Linked DNA regions of Mus musculus: region 1 is linked to region 2. The links are chromatin contacts, called in public HiChIP or PLAC-seq maps. All regions are on one chromosome and are shown on one strand. Each heading gives the region's core, a stretch centred on a gene start, on an enhancer-like site or on the middle of the called end of the contact. The rest is flanking DNA. Distances are from core to core; before and after follow the strand shown.

Region 1 (6,855 bases), core at 963-3,462, 660 kb before region 2:
ATGCATTTTGCAGCAATGGCGGCGGTCTCTGTGATCCTGTGAGTAAGGGTCTTTTGATAAACTCCAACAGTGCCTCATTCTGGACTGTTTCCTTTTGTGCACTGAACTTCTTCCCCTTGTAGATGTCTTTTCCACATGTCTTACACCTCATGTTGAAGGGGGCCATCAGCCATACCACATACTGCCGGTCCTTGGGTAACTTGAGTTTTGGGATCTTTGATGGGTCAAAGTCAGGTGGGTAGTATTTAAAACTTTCTGTTCCGACATCTCTGCTTCCTGTTCAACAAACAAGTGAAGAAGCTGTTCTCTTAGTCCTCGCAGAGTTTCTCTGATTACGGTAATTCTGCTTAGTCTGTAGTCCAACGAATAATGGGCAGCTGTGGATAGGAAGTCCAATCGTCTACCAGTTACTCAGTCCCTCAAGGCTACTTGTTTCAGCTGGTAGATTCCAACAGATGTGCTGGCAAGTAAATGCAAGCAGAAGAATTCTTGAGTGAATCTTCCTTCTTCCAATGACCTCATGTAGGTCTCCAGCAAAAGGTGTGGCCCAGGTTAAAGGTGTGTACCACCATGCCTGGATCTGTGACTTGCTTTGTCCCAGATGACCTTGAACTCAGAGATCTCCTTGCCTTAGTCTTCTGGGATTCATAGCCACTGTGCCTCAAGATCTCCGTGCCAAGATCCAGGTCAGAAGCTTCTATCTCCCAGCCTCAAGATCAGGATCACAGGTGAGCCTTCCAATTCTGGATTGCAGTTCATTCTGGATGTACTCAAGTTGACAACCAGGAATAGCCACTATACCCCCTGATACACAGGCAAAACTGTTCCACTTCAGGAAATATCCTTGCATTATTCTTGTTGCTGTATGATGAAACTTCTCTGCCTTTCTTCAGTAACTATTACTTTCTCTGGAATGTTTAGGGTATATACTTTGAAATTTAGTTTTGTTGAGTTGTAACATTTTTCTGCATGCAATTAACTACCTGCTTATCTAAAGAAATTTTCATTCTAAAGTTCAAACCTCTTTTTTGCACCATTTATTTATTCGAGGCAGGGACTTTTTCATCTGTTTCCCTGACACAGGGTACCGTGCATCCCAGGTTGGCTGAGGATGACAGGCTTCTGGCCCTCTGCTCTTCTTGCCTGCTCCTCCAAGTGCTCCAGCACAGCTCGGCTGGCCTGCTGGGCACAGCGCAGCGCAGCCTCACTCACAATGAGCAGTCACTCTGTCAACTCACCTAAACCTCCAGCACCTAGGTGGGGGTTTTCCCTCTTTTCTTTCCTCCATCAATCCTACAGATTCTCTGGGCTTTCTCTAAGACATCAGGTCAGCAGGCATTTTTTTCTGCTGTGTTTTTTTTAACTATCTACGTAATGCTCTGTTATTCAGTTTTTCCTTTTTAAACGGTTTTAAAGATTATTTTTATTTTATTTTATATATATGAGTGTTTTGTCTGCATGTATGTATGTATGTATGTATACCATGTATGTGCCTGATGTCCATGTAGGTTCTGGAATTACAGTTAAAGTGATTGTGAGCTGTCGTGTGGGTGTTGTGGGCTGCAGCCAATTCATTATGTGCTCTTAAGCACTAAGCATCTCTGCAGTCAGCATGACAGCTAGCATCGATAAATCCAGCACTTCACATACCAAGGCTGAAGATTTGGGGTTCCAAGCCATCCTGAGCTTGGATGCAATCAAAAACCTACGTCAAAATAACAATAACAACAACAACAACAACAAAAGCAGCAGCAACAAAGGTGGCAGTGCCGACGCTGACCTCTACACCAGTGAGGAATCTGCATACTTGTCTGATAATCTTTGCGAAAACGGTAAATCTATACAGCGTTATATAAAATGTACTGCTATGAGGGAACAGCGAGATGGCTCAGTGAGTGCAAACCATCTGAGTTTGATCCCTGCATCCCACAAGGTGGCAGTAGAGAACCTACTCCTGACCGCTGTCCTCTGACCTCCACACAGCAGACGTAAAACACTCCCGGGAGGCTGGGATTCTGTCCTCAGGAAGCATTCTCTCTCTCTCCTGTTCTCAGGAAGGAGGTCAAAATATAGATTAAAATAAATAAGATCTCCTGTATTTTCATCTTCCCCAATTTTCCTTTCTTTTGTCCAAGATGATTCCACAACTGCTCAATTGGAGTCTATTTACAATAGTCTCTGCTTTGGCCAGAAAGGCAGCTTTAACTGGTTTTGGGAATCAGGAAACGCATACACACTTTGTTGGCTTCTCTGATATTCTCAGACTCGCATGATATGCTTCTGTGGGAGTCTTTGCTGGTAAACTTGGAACTCTTGGGATTCTTATTAAGCCCACTGTGCTTCCTTTCTTCTGCACAAACCCTGATACCACACCACTGTGATAGTTACTACATTGCTCCTACCCACTTCTCTCTACTGTTTTCCACCAAGTATCGTAGATGCGTTTATGGCATTGGAGGTTTTACCCATCTAGGTGTTTTCTGCCCACTTTTAGAGGAAAAAGGAAGTACCTATGTTAAGCTGTAACTCTGTAGAACCCTCACAGTATTTTGTATGTGTATGTGCATATTCATGTGTGTCTGGTGCCTACCAAGGCCAGATGAAGTGCCAGATCCACTAGAACTGGAGCTCTGGGTGGGAATCACACCAGTGCCTTCTCAAAGAGCGGACTCACTTCGCCAGGCCCTCACTCTCTTAGGTGTACAATGGGCTGGTCGGTATTTGTCAACTTGATACAACCAGACATATCTGAGAAGAGGGGATGCTAATATAGAAAATGCCTCTGTAAGACTGGTCTAAAAGACCAATCTGTGGAGTACTGTCTTGATTACTGACTGAAGGAGGGGGACCTAGCCCACTGTGGGTGGGGCCACCCCTAGGGAGGTCATCCTGGATGGCTTAAGAAAGCAAACTAAACAAGTACAGCAGCAAGCACATTTCACCACTGCTTCTGCTTCAGGTGGTTCCTGACTTCCTTCATTGATAGACTACGATGTGAAACTGTAAGCTAAAATAAGCTCATTCCTCCCCAAGCTCCTTTTGGTCATCATATTTTATCACAAAAAAAAGAAGACACCTAACTAGACAGACATTTACAAATTGGCCTTAAAATAAAAATAAAACGCTATAAGGACCAGTAAAATGGAATTTCCCCAAAACCCACACTGTAGTGAAGAACTGGCTAAGGCACGTGATCTTCTGACGTCCACGGGCACACTGTGGCAGAAGAGCATACCCACACATAGATAACGTCATTTTAAACATGTAATGAAAGTAAACATCTGCTTTTTTCTAAATTTAGTAGAGGTCTTACTACGTGTCTGTGTTCAGATATTTTTAAAGATTTATTTATTATATGTAAGTACACTGTAGCTGTCTTCAGACACACCAGAAGAGGGCGTCAGATCTCATTACAGATGGTTGTGAGCCACCATGTGGTTGCTGGGATTTGAACTCAGGACCTTTGGAAGAGCAGTCAGAGCTCTTAACCACTGATCCATATCTCCAGCCCTCATATTTTTATTTTATACTATATTTCATAAAAAACTTTATACTGTGTATGCACATGACACAATCAGCATTGCTTCTGCTTAGAAAATAAAAGCTAAAATCACAAAACAAGACCTGAAAAGAAATGGCAAATAATGAGGACCAGACCCTGAAGAGTGCATGCAGCAGACCATGAGAGCGGCTTGTGCATGAACTCTGGTAAGATGGCAGCTCTCCTGGAGACCCTGCAGACACACGTGGAGCAAAGGGTTCTAAGCACAGCCCTGGCCTGTAACGCAGGAAAAGGAGCCGCCATGACTTTTCACCTTCTGTGTATCTGAAACAGCTGAGCAGACGCTGCACCTCATGCTCCAGACAGTGCTCTCCCTGCCAACCCGATACAGCACTCCCTGCAACAACACTGCCACCAGAGACCCCAGGAAAGCCTAATGCTGGAAAGTGAGAGCTTATGTGACTTACATTAGTGAGAGCTTTAGAGTGTTCCAAATCACATGACCTGAGCTACATGCTCTTCAATACCTGTTAGTCATTTGTAAAACTGAGAATATTAATTTAAAAAACAGCTGGAGGCTGCAGAGTTAGCTCAGTGGTTAAGAACACTTGTTTTTCTTGCACAGGGCCCAGATTTGATTCCCAGCACCCAAATAGTGGTTCACAACCACCTGTAACTCCAGTCCCAGGGGATCCAATGTCCTCTTCTGTCCTCTGAACTGACCAGGCATACAGATGGTACAGAGGCACACATGCAGGCAGAACACTCATACATATGAAATAAATCTAAAGAACAGCTAAGCATGGTGACAAATATGTAATTCCGGAACTCCAAAGGCAGAGGCAGGGGAGGGGTGGGAAGGGGATGTCTGTGAGTACTAGACCAATCCTGGTCTACAAATGACGTTCCAGATGGCTAGGGCTATATAACAAAACAACCCTGACCCAAAAAGGTGGGGTAGGGGGAAACTGTGAATAAGCAATATCGAACTTAAACTAGGAAATGCACATGATAAATAAAAAAGGTTCAAAGAAGCACATGCCACAACTAATCCATCCCTAAGACCATTTAAGTTATTTCCAAGTAATCTAGACCTACCCACGTGACAAAGTTGGTGAGATTTGGTTTGTCTGCTATGTATTGTAATGCTAAATTCTATACCCAAAGATCTAGGCTTGCGAGGGAGTTCTCATGCTTACAATTTTTTGTTTTGATTTAAAACTATTAGTTAAATAAAATTGGCCATAGCCAATTACTGGGGTTACTAGAGGTAGGTGAGTTTGGAGTGACCTGGCGGGGGGGAGAGAGAGGAAGGAGGAGGAGGGAAAAGGACAGGGTAGAAGGAGGAAGCCGCCATGAGGGGAGAGGAACCATGAGCACAGGGCCAGGAGAAACAACAAGTGTCTGGGATTCACTGCTGGGGAGGTAGCCAGGCCAGCAGTTAGAAGAGAACATTAGAGGTTACCCCCCTAGTAATTGTCAAAAGCCAAATAAAATAGCTATAGTCTGAGTCTCATTTATTTATAAGCTAGTCAGGGATAAGCTTAAATTGGTTGTACCTCACAAAGTGACAGTAGGTCACTCAATGATGGGACAGTAGTCAATAGTAACATCAAACGCATGCTACCCAAGCTCACCATCATAAATGTATTCAATATGATCTCAACTGACACTGGCAGAGGCTGGGAGGAGGGGGTGCACTGGGGGAGGGGGGGAGACGGGACACAGGGACTGATGGGAATGTGCCATAGTTCAAAAGACAGAAGACAGTTCTGTTGTTATGATCATGACCAAAGCAACTTAGGAGGAAAGAGTCACTCCCAGGTCACTTGATCACTGAGAGAAGTCAGAGCAGGAGCTCAAGAGAAGAACTGAAGCAGAAGCCATGGAAGAGTGCTGCCTGCTCAACCTGCTTTCTTTCCTGTAGAATCCAGGAAGCTCAGAGTGAGGCCGATCTCAGCTACAAGACACCCTGTTTTGCAGGGAGGTGGTGTAAAATGGGGCATGCGCTCTGAAACTACTTCAAATGATCTCTTAGGGGTGTGGGTGTGGTCACAGCAGCAAATAATCAACATCAGGTGTCTTCTACTGGCCTCTACCCCCCCCACACACACACACACACGAAAGAAGGAAAGGAAAGGAAAGGAAAGGAAAGGAAAGGAAAGGAAAGGAAAGGAAAGGAAAGGAAAGGAAAGGAAAGGAAAGGACAGGACAGGACAGGACAGGACAGGACAGGACAGGACAGGACAGGACAGGACAGGACAGGACAGGACTGATTCAGCTGGGCTGGGTGGAAAATAAGTTCTAGAAATCTTCCTGTCTCCATTTGCCCAGGGCTGGGAAAGCAAGCACCTTGCCAAATGAAGCATTCCTCCACCACCACTACAATTTTCTAAGTGACTAGCATGTCACTATTAATGTGCTTTTTAAAAACAAACATACAAACAAACAAAAAACTACTTTGATAAAGAAATCCGTTAAAACAGAGCAGAACCAACTGTCATAAGGAACAAGTTTTCCAAAATAATGATCTATAGGATGTAAATGAGTAAAAATCAAAATATAAAGGGTATCCTTTGATAACACACACTGAAGTCTGCTGGCCTCACGGGCTCCTTCGGCAAGAGGCTTTGTTAACGTGCACCAGGACTCTGAGAAGTTTGCTTCCTTCCAGCCCCATATCTAAGGAATGATCCAGTATCCAAATCAACTCAATGTGGTTACTTGTAGGCCCTTGGATTACAAGTGCCCCCAAGTGGGATGTTACATCCTATCATTAAAATGTTTTCTGAATGGGAAGAAGGAGTTATGTAGGAGAGACAACCAGGAGGCAGTCACTTGAGTCTAAAGCTGGCAGTCGGGATGAGTACACCGAAACCAAACAGACATCTGCAAGTGAGGGACTGGGTGATTCAGTGGGTAAAGGAACCTGCAGTCCTGAATTCAATCTCAGGACCCATATGGAGGACAGAGAGAACTGACTTCCACAGTAGGCACACTGAGGCACACACAACTAAGTAAAAACCGTTGAGAACATCCATTTAGTTTACACTCATGCCCACTGTCAGCCTTACCCACTGGGACACTTCATTGACCCTAGACTCATCTTTGTAACATGGGCACTGAGCTGTCGGATGAAGCCTGAGAACATGCTATTTTTGCTGTAGGTTTGAACTCAATGGGTAAATGCTAAAATGTATGACACACACCCATTCCATGACTTATGTTCTTATACCCCTTTGCTCTAAAGGAAATATGACCCTAAATACATACCCAGTTAGAGGCACAACACCTATTACAGTACCTGTTTCAAAACAAGTTTTAGCCAAATAAATGTTTTACATGTATTCTTC
Region 2 (6,785 bases), core at 1,418-3,917:
ATATTTGCTGGAAACCAAACTCAGGTCCTTCTAAAAGCAGGACAGGTTGGTTTGCTTGCTTGCTTGCTTGCTTGCTTTTTCCAGACAGGATTTCTTTGTATAGCATTGGCTGTCTTAGACCTAGCTCTGTAGACCAGGCTGGACGGAGAAAGATGCACCTGCCTCTGCCTCCCGACTGCTGGAATCCATTGCTTGGCTGTCTCAGTTCCACCAGCTGCCCAAGTAATAATGTAGAGACTCTTCATTAACTATGAAAATATTGCCTTGTTCCCAACTAGCTCTTATACTTAAATCGGCCCATTTCCACTAATCTATGTCCTACCACATGGCTCGTTACTGGCACTTGTTTCTTCCTCTGGCTGGCAAAACTCCTGCCTCAGACACTTACCCAGAGTTCCTCTCTGCCCTGATGTCCCACCTATTCTCTCCTGCTTTGCTAGAGGCTGTTCAGCTCTTTACTAAACCAATCAGAAGGTGATGGAAAAGATGCTTGCAAAACTGAGATACAGGTGATGCTTCATACAAAAACAACCTTTGCACAGTGCACAAGGGATTAGCCCAACAGGAATCAAAGACATGCGCCGCCGCTGCCGCCGCAGACCCTAACCACTGAACCATCTCTCCAGTCCTCACGCTATTTGTTTCTAACTAGAAAACACAAATGGAGTTAAAGGAGAATAGTGCAGGCAGTCTTCCGCAGTGGTTATCGTCTCCGAGGTGACCCAGGTGGCTGAGGAAAGTTGCTACAGAAAGGGCCCAGGCACATGTAGAGTTTGACTTTTTCACCTGAGGGAAGAAACTCGGCCAGCTGTTCACTTTCTGCGTGTCAGGAAGCCCCATCACACAGAGTTTTGATGGAGAAAGAGCATTTTAGATGCAGAAAACCTTCTGTGTGCAGAGATACCTCCTTTCAAACATGATTAGTCTGTCTTGTCTGTAGCTTTCTGTTCAAATTATTTGTGATTCTACTAAGGAAAAACATTTCTTTGTAGCCACAACAGTCGTCTGAGCGGATGCAAATGAGCGTGTGAAGGGTTGAATTACCAACAGGGGACACTCCGGGCAGATCATCCTGGGTGCTGTCTGTCCTAGCTGGGTGAGTGCAAAGGACAGAGAGCCAAGCAAGGCTGCCATTTACTCTGTCTTTGGTAGAGATGGGAAGAAGACACAGAAGCCATTCCCAGAATCTTCTAGAAGTAATTTCTTAGAACCTTCTGGTCCACTCTGAGAGCTTCCCACAGCTTCTGGAGTGTCCCGCTACCTTGTAACATAGGCGTTGTTTCACTGAACAGATTTGTAAGTAGGCAGCATGGAACCTTGGGAAAATCACATCTCCAGGACAAGGGCAGATGCCTCTGTGGGGGTGAAGCCTACGAGAGACCCCAGTTCCTCTAGGCTGGCTGCCTGACGAAGGGACCATATGAACAGCTTCTTAGCTCTGTTCTCCTGTGAGAACAGAGTAAGCAGAGACCTGCACCCCATGTTGCCTTTTGTCTGAGAAGGGAATGTCGGGGGGGGGGGGGAGGGAACTTTCCAGAAAGAAGGGTTTCTTGGCTCTTGGCTTCTGGAGTCACAGAGATTCACAGCTTGGAGTCAGAGGGAAGGGTCAAATTGTGCCAATCAGTGGAGCTTGGCTCCGAGTTCTGCTATACCAAACCTAACGGTCATAAAGCGCTGGCCCCACAGACTAGCCATGACCAGTGGTGGACATCATTCTCTTACACGCCACCCTGCACAAGGTAAGGGTGCGTCAGCTTCAAATGTTTGTCTTTAATAATATAGAAATTATTAATTAATATAATAATTAGTCACTTGTCTCTAATAATAAAGATAGCAATTAGATAATTAAAAGCTAGTCACATACAAGGCTCTGGTCAGAAGGGAACTAGAAAAACACAGAGTCAAACACTTCAGGGTATTAGCCACCGCTTTTAAGAGTAACGCTTCTTGGGACTGGAGAGCAACACTCAAGACTCTGCACTGCTTCTGCAGAGGGACCTGGATTTGTCTCCAGTCGCGGGTGGCTTACAGCTGCCTGTAACTCCAGCTCCAGGGCCCCATGGCCTCTTCTTGTCTCTGCGGTATTCCTCCCGTGTGTGCATCCACCCACGAAGACACACAAACACACGGCTTTTTAAAAATTAACTTTAAAAAAAAATCTAAAACTAAAAAGTAAAGAATTCTAAAAGAACTAGACAATTGGGTCCATGTGGAAGAGAAAACTGGGCCTTTAGAGACAGAACAGAACCAATGTCCACCACCAATGTCTCGTTTCTGCACCAGAGCATCAGGAAAAGGAACACCCGGGAGAAGTAATCACAAACAGGGCGTCCAAGGACAACTATTCTTAAAACTGAGCTCTGGTGTCTTAAGCAGACAAGCTTACTTTTCCTGAGCAATAGAAGAATAAGCAACAAGAAAAAGGGAAAGAAAAAGGAATTAGGACATTAAATGTAAACGCCGTGGTGGATGCCTGAAGAGTGCCGATCCCCCTCCCAGCCAAACACTGTGACCGGCTGTCTCTTCTGTTTTCTCCCCAGAGAATTAAGAAACGACTGTATGATAATTCATTTGCCTTTAGCACAGGAACCACAAGGATATAACCACATATTACTCAAAAATGGGGAGTTCATGTCACATTATTTTCCGTTGGTGAGTAATGGACGGGAAACGGGAAATGTCACTAGAAGGCTGGCCGGCCATCTGGTGGGAGCTTTCCTGTGACCACGGCAGCTGATCAGTGTGGAAAGACTACAGCAGCGGGGTCTCAAGCTGTTAGGCTTCTCCAGGGAACTTGGGTTCATGCATGGAAGGCAGGCAATAAAGTCCAATTATTCTGGATGCGGCTGCAAAAGGCGTATGAAAATTATCTCACGCAGGGCAACGCTGCCGCTAAGTGTTTTTTAAAACAGCCATCAGTCATCCCAGGTAACGGAATCAAACAAGCCAATCCATCTCAGAGGAATGGCTCATTAATCAAAAGGTGGTGGTGAGATGCTGGCAATCTTTCATTGTTCCACGTGTGATATTTTAAATCCGACGTGCTGACAGGATGGTTGGTGGGTAGGAAATTATCACACCCAAGGAGGACTGCCAAACTCCACAGTGCCAGACCACTTGTGGGTCATCATTTATCACGGATCCCTGGTTTGCCCTGCTGAGGCGTTGGAGTCTTACCCAGTAGACATGGAGCCTGTAGTTGAAAACTTGACAGTGCTATAGACTCTTACTATTGAGTAATTGAAACTTTGGGGGAACCGTGAGGGCCCCTGGGGGCCTCAGAGCAGAGTCTTGACCATGGCTTCCCTAGACTCCAGAGGTCCTGATGCTCACAGCTGGGTCAGGGCAGGGCAGGGCAGGTCTATGAGGATGCGATTTCTTCTCAGCCCTCAGAGTTGCCGCTTCAGGAGCGCAGTAAGACTCTGCTACTTAGCTTGGGAAAGCCTGCAGAAAAGATTAATCACAACAGAAAGAAATTCTTCTGGTGTATGATTGAGCTAACTTCATGAGCGTCGAGTGCTAGCGGTTGCCTTGTGGGGCTTGACGTTTATTTAAATTGAGCATGCTTTTAAAAACAGTAATAACTAAGGGCTTCATCGGGTTCCGTTTGTCTCTACCTCAGTACAGATGAAACCCTCCACGGTCCTGCTGGGCTTTGTCTTGTGGGCTAATAAAGTCCACAGACTTTCCTAGGCTTAGTTTTGCCTAGAGGGAGGCGCCATGTGAAGAATTGAGTAAAAAGGGGAGATAGCTCAGCTGGGGAGATGGCTTACCCAGTGAGGTGCACAAACAGGGGACCCTGAGTTCAGTCCTTAGCAGGCATGGAAACACCAGGCTCCATGGCACAGAGCGTGTTCATAATACCAGGCCTGAGTGAGGGGCCTGGTAGGTCCCCAGAGCTCACTGCCTTCCCCCAATCAATGAGGTCCCGGTATAATGAGGCCCTGTCTCCAAAACTGAGATGGAAAGTGACTGAAGAAGTCACCTCTGGCCTCTGGCAGGCATGAACATGTACAGATGCATACAGGTCACACAATAATAGTAACAGCAATAATGAACTACGGGGACTGAAAGCTCCTGTTGGAGGGAAGTGAATTGGTGACTATGATGAGAGTTCATAGTGATTTAGTAGTTCGTTACTCTCCTAGATGTCAATGAAGGGTTTGGCTTTTGCTCTAAATGGATACTTTTAATTTGCCAACTAAAATTATTAAAAATATAACTTTTTTCTTTAAAAAAAAAAAGAAATCTACTTTCTTGTATAAGAGTGTAAGCACTTGTCAGTGCGCATGTACACATGTGTAGGCAGGTGTGAGTACACATGTGTATATGTGTGTGCAGGTGCCACAGAGGCCTAAAGAGTGCTTAGAACTAGGGTTACAGGGGTCTTACATGGATGCTGGGATTTGAACTCTGATCCTCAAGACTGAGTGAGCAGCCAGTGTTCTTAACCACTGAACTATTTCTTCAGCCTCAGAGCCATCATCAGCTCTCAACAGTCCTGTTTCTCCTTAATAAGAACATCTTGAGGTTGAATGGTTAAAACGCACCCAACTTCTACATAGGTCAGCTCTGAGCATCATTCAGAGCCTTGAGTTCCATCTAGTGCACTGGGTGTGGTGGGAATATCTGCAATCTCAGCATGTTCAAGGTCATTCTCAGCTGTACGGTGTGCTTGAGGCAAGCCTGAGTCACAAGAGACTCCATCTCAAACACAAACAACAAACAAATAAAAAGATACCACAGTCAGCCACCAGCAGACAAGAGAATGCGGGGTCCCCAGTAGTTCTTTGCTACCGTTCCCAAGACAGGCTTTCTGTGTGGAGGGCAGTGGTGTGGCTGGTGAAGGCAGACACCGATGGTCTCTTTTTTCACTCAGAGGGCATTTGCTGTAGGCACCCCACACATGTGCCCCACCTGTGGTAGCACACCCTGCCCTCCCTAGGCTGTGGTTTGCCAGCTCTGGAAGTCAACATTTGAAGTCTCTGCCAAATTTCCAAAAAGTCCCATCTGGCCCCTCTCACCCTCCCAGCCCTGTGTCCCACTCTGTCACCAGCCCTCCTGTCCCCATCTGATTTGCTCAGTGTTTTCTGAGCAGTCACTCCACCATCCCATTCCTGGCCCAGAGACGACCCTCTGCCATCCTCCCATCCTTCACAACTCAGTTTGATGTTGGGTGTGATGAAGAAGACCTGTTGTCCCAGAATTTGGGGAGCTGAGACAGGAGGATGGAAAGTTCCAAGTCCACCTGAACCACACAGTAAAGAGCCTGTGTGGGGGCTGCTTTTGTTTTGACACAGCCTATGGCCTAAGAAGGAAGTCTCGTCGAAGGGTCTGCATCAGATGGGCGCCTCTGGGAAGGACCGACTAGATTTTCCTAGTTGATGTGTGAAGACCACCGTGAAAGGGAGCAGAGCCCTGGTCTGAATAGAGAGAGCCATGGAGTGGAAGACACGTGTGTGTGCACTTTTCTCTGCTCTCAGTTGTGAACATGACATGAATGACCGAGTCAGGTTGACGCCATCTTGCTACGATGGACTGAAACTTCGATTTCTAAGACAGACTGAACGGTTCCCCACCTAAGATGTTTTGTCAGGGTGTTTTATCACAGTCACAGAAATGGAGCTGGGTCACCCTGTCTCAAGACAGTCAGTCCGCTTAGGAAGAGTCTGCTTTCTCCTGTCTCAGATTGGTTCTTCTCTGGGAGCTCATTGACAGGCCTAACTCACAGAGCACCTATCTCTGGGTGATCGAAGGTCCACAGAGAAGGTTCTGGGCCCTGGGAGCCAGAAGCAATCAGGGTGGCCCAAAAGCTGAAAGTTAAACAAGGCTCTGAACTCTGTGCATGGATGCACAGGCTATGGCTACCTGAGGAAAGGTGTGCTCTCAAGTCACCTGGGCCACGAGCATCATCCCTCCATAAATCATGGATGCTGCAGAGGTCGCTGGCAGTGTCTCTGCACTGTCCTGTGTCCTGTCCTCTCCACTGCCTGCCAGTCCCGCTGTATGTCATATTCAAATACCAATGCCAGCGTTTGCCCTAATGGGCTAAGTCCATCAGGTCCTGGGCATGTGACCATGCCTATCAAAGTGTCAGCCACCTTACCCATTGTCCTAATGTCTGGGCTCTGTTGGCTTCTGTGCCAAGCAAAGATGTCCTGTCTACTGGCTTGAAGAAAGGAGTCTTGTTTACACCCAAACCAACTCTTCCCTTCCCTTTTGCAGGTTAGATTTGGAAACCAGCACCTTATACTGCTGAAGGGCTGGTAGCCGGTAGAGGGCTGTTGGGCTCTGCTCCGTGTTGAGGTGGCCTGTACCCCAGTAATGCGTGTGGAGGTGGCACTCAGGACAGGAGAAGGCAGAAGACAGTCAGGGAGGTTGTCCTAGTTCTTCACTGCCCTGAGGCCAGGCACACAGATCGTTAGTGTGAGAGCAGGCAGCCAAGAGAGGCAAAGATCTCACCACTAGTCATTTGGGGTGATGGCAAGTCTACTTTGTACTAGGACACTTCCTGGAGTGCCTTTAGATAGGGTTTACACTCATAAAGTCGGCCCCTGTTTACAAAGGCCCGAGTGATCTCAAAACAAAGATTTTAAACTATTTTTTAAAAAAACTCCATCTATTTATTATTGTTCGTATGGGTGTTCTGCCTGCATGAGTGTCTGTGCACCATGTGGATGCCCAGTGCCCACAGAGTCTGGAGTCATCAGATATCCTGAGACTGGAGTTGCAGGCACTGTGAGCCACCATGTGGGTGCTGAGACTAGAACTCAGAACCTCTGGAA

Evidence for each region. HiChIP or PLAC-seq counts read pairs in DNA pulled down with a chosen protein or histone mark.
Region 1: an H3K4me3 HiChIP or PLAC-seq map of bone marrow-derived macrophages shows a contact between it and region 2, with 6 times the contacts expected there. The contact joins two enhancer-like sites.

Annotation. Positions count from the first base shown.
Region 1 is chr16:94,613,793-94,620,647 of GRCm38.p6, reverse strand. The region is part of intron 2 of Dyrk1a (dual-specificity tyrosine-(Y)-phosphorylation regulated kinase 1a); the gene reads right to left. Among named protein-coding and RNA genes, the nearest start is that of Dyrk1a, 47 kb to the right of the region's middle. Within about 2 kb of position 2,212, at least 35 of the 459 cell types and tissues checked have an H3K27ac peak or open chromatin away from gene starts, as enhancers often do. A contact at or near this core is called in bone marrow-derived macrophages, where this site is marked.
Region 2 is chr16:93,953,498-93,960,282 of GRCm38.p6, reverse strand. Gm31012 (a long non-coding RNA gene) reads right to left here. Exons shown (of 2, transcript XR_385072.3): 2 at 2,561-3,444. It also overlaps a transcript of Cldn14 not described here. Among named protein-coding and RNA genes, the nearest start is that of Cldn14, 27 kb to the right of the region's middle. Within about 2 kb of position 2,667, at least 26 of the 459 cell types and tissues checked have an H3K27ac peak or open chromatin away from gene starts, as enhancers often do. A contact at or near this core is called in bone marrow-derived macrophages, where this site is marked.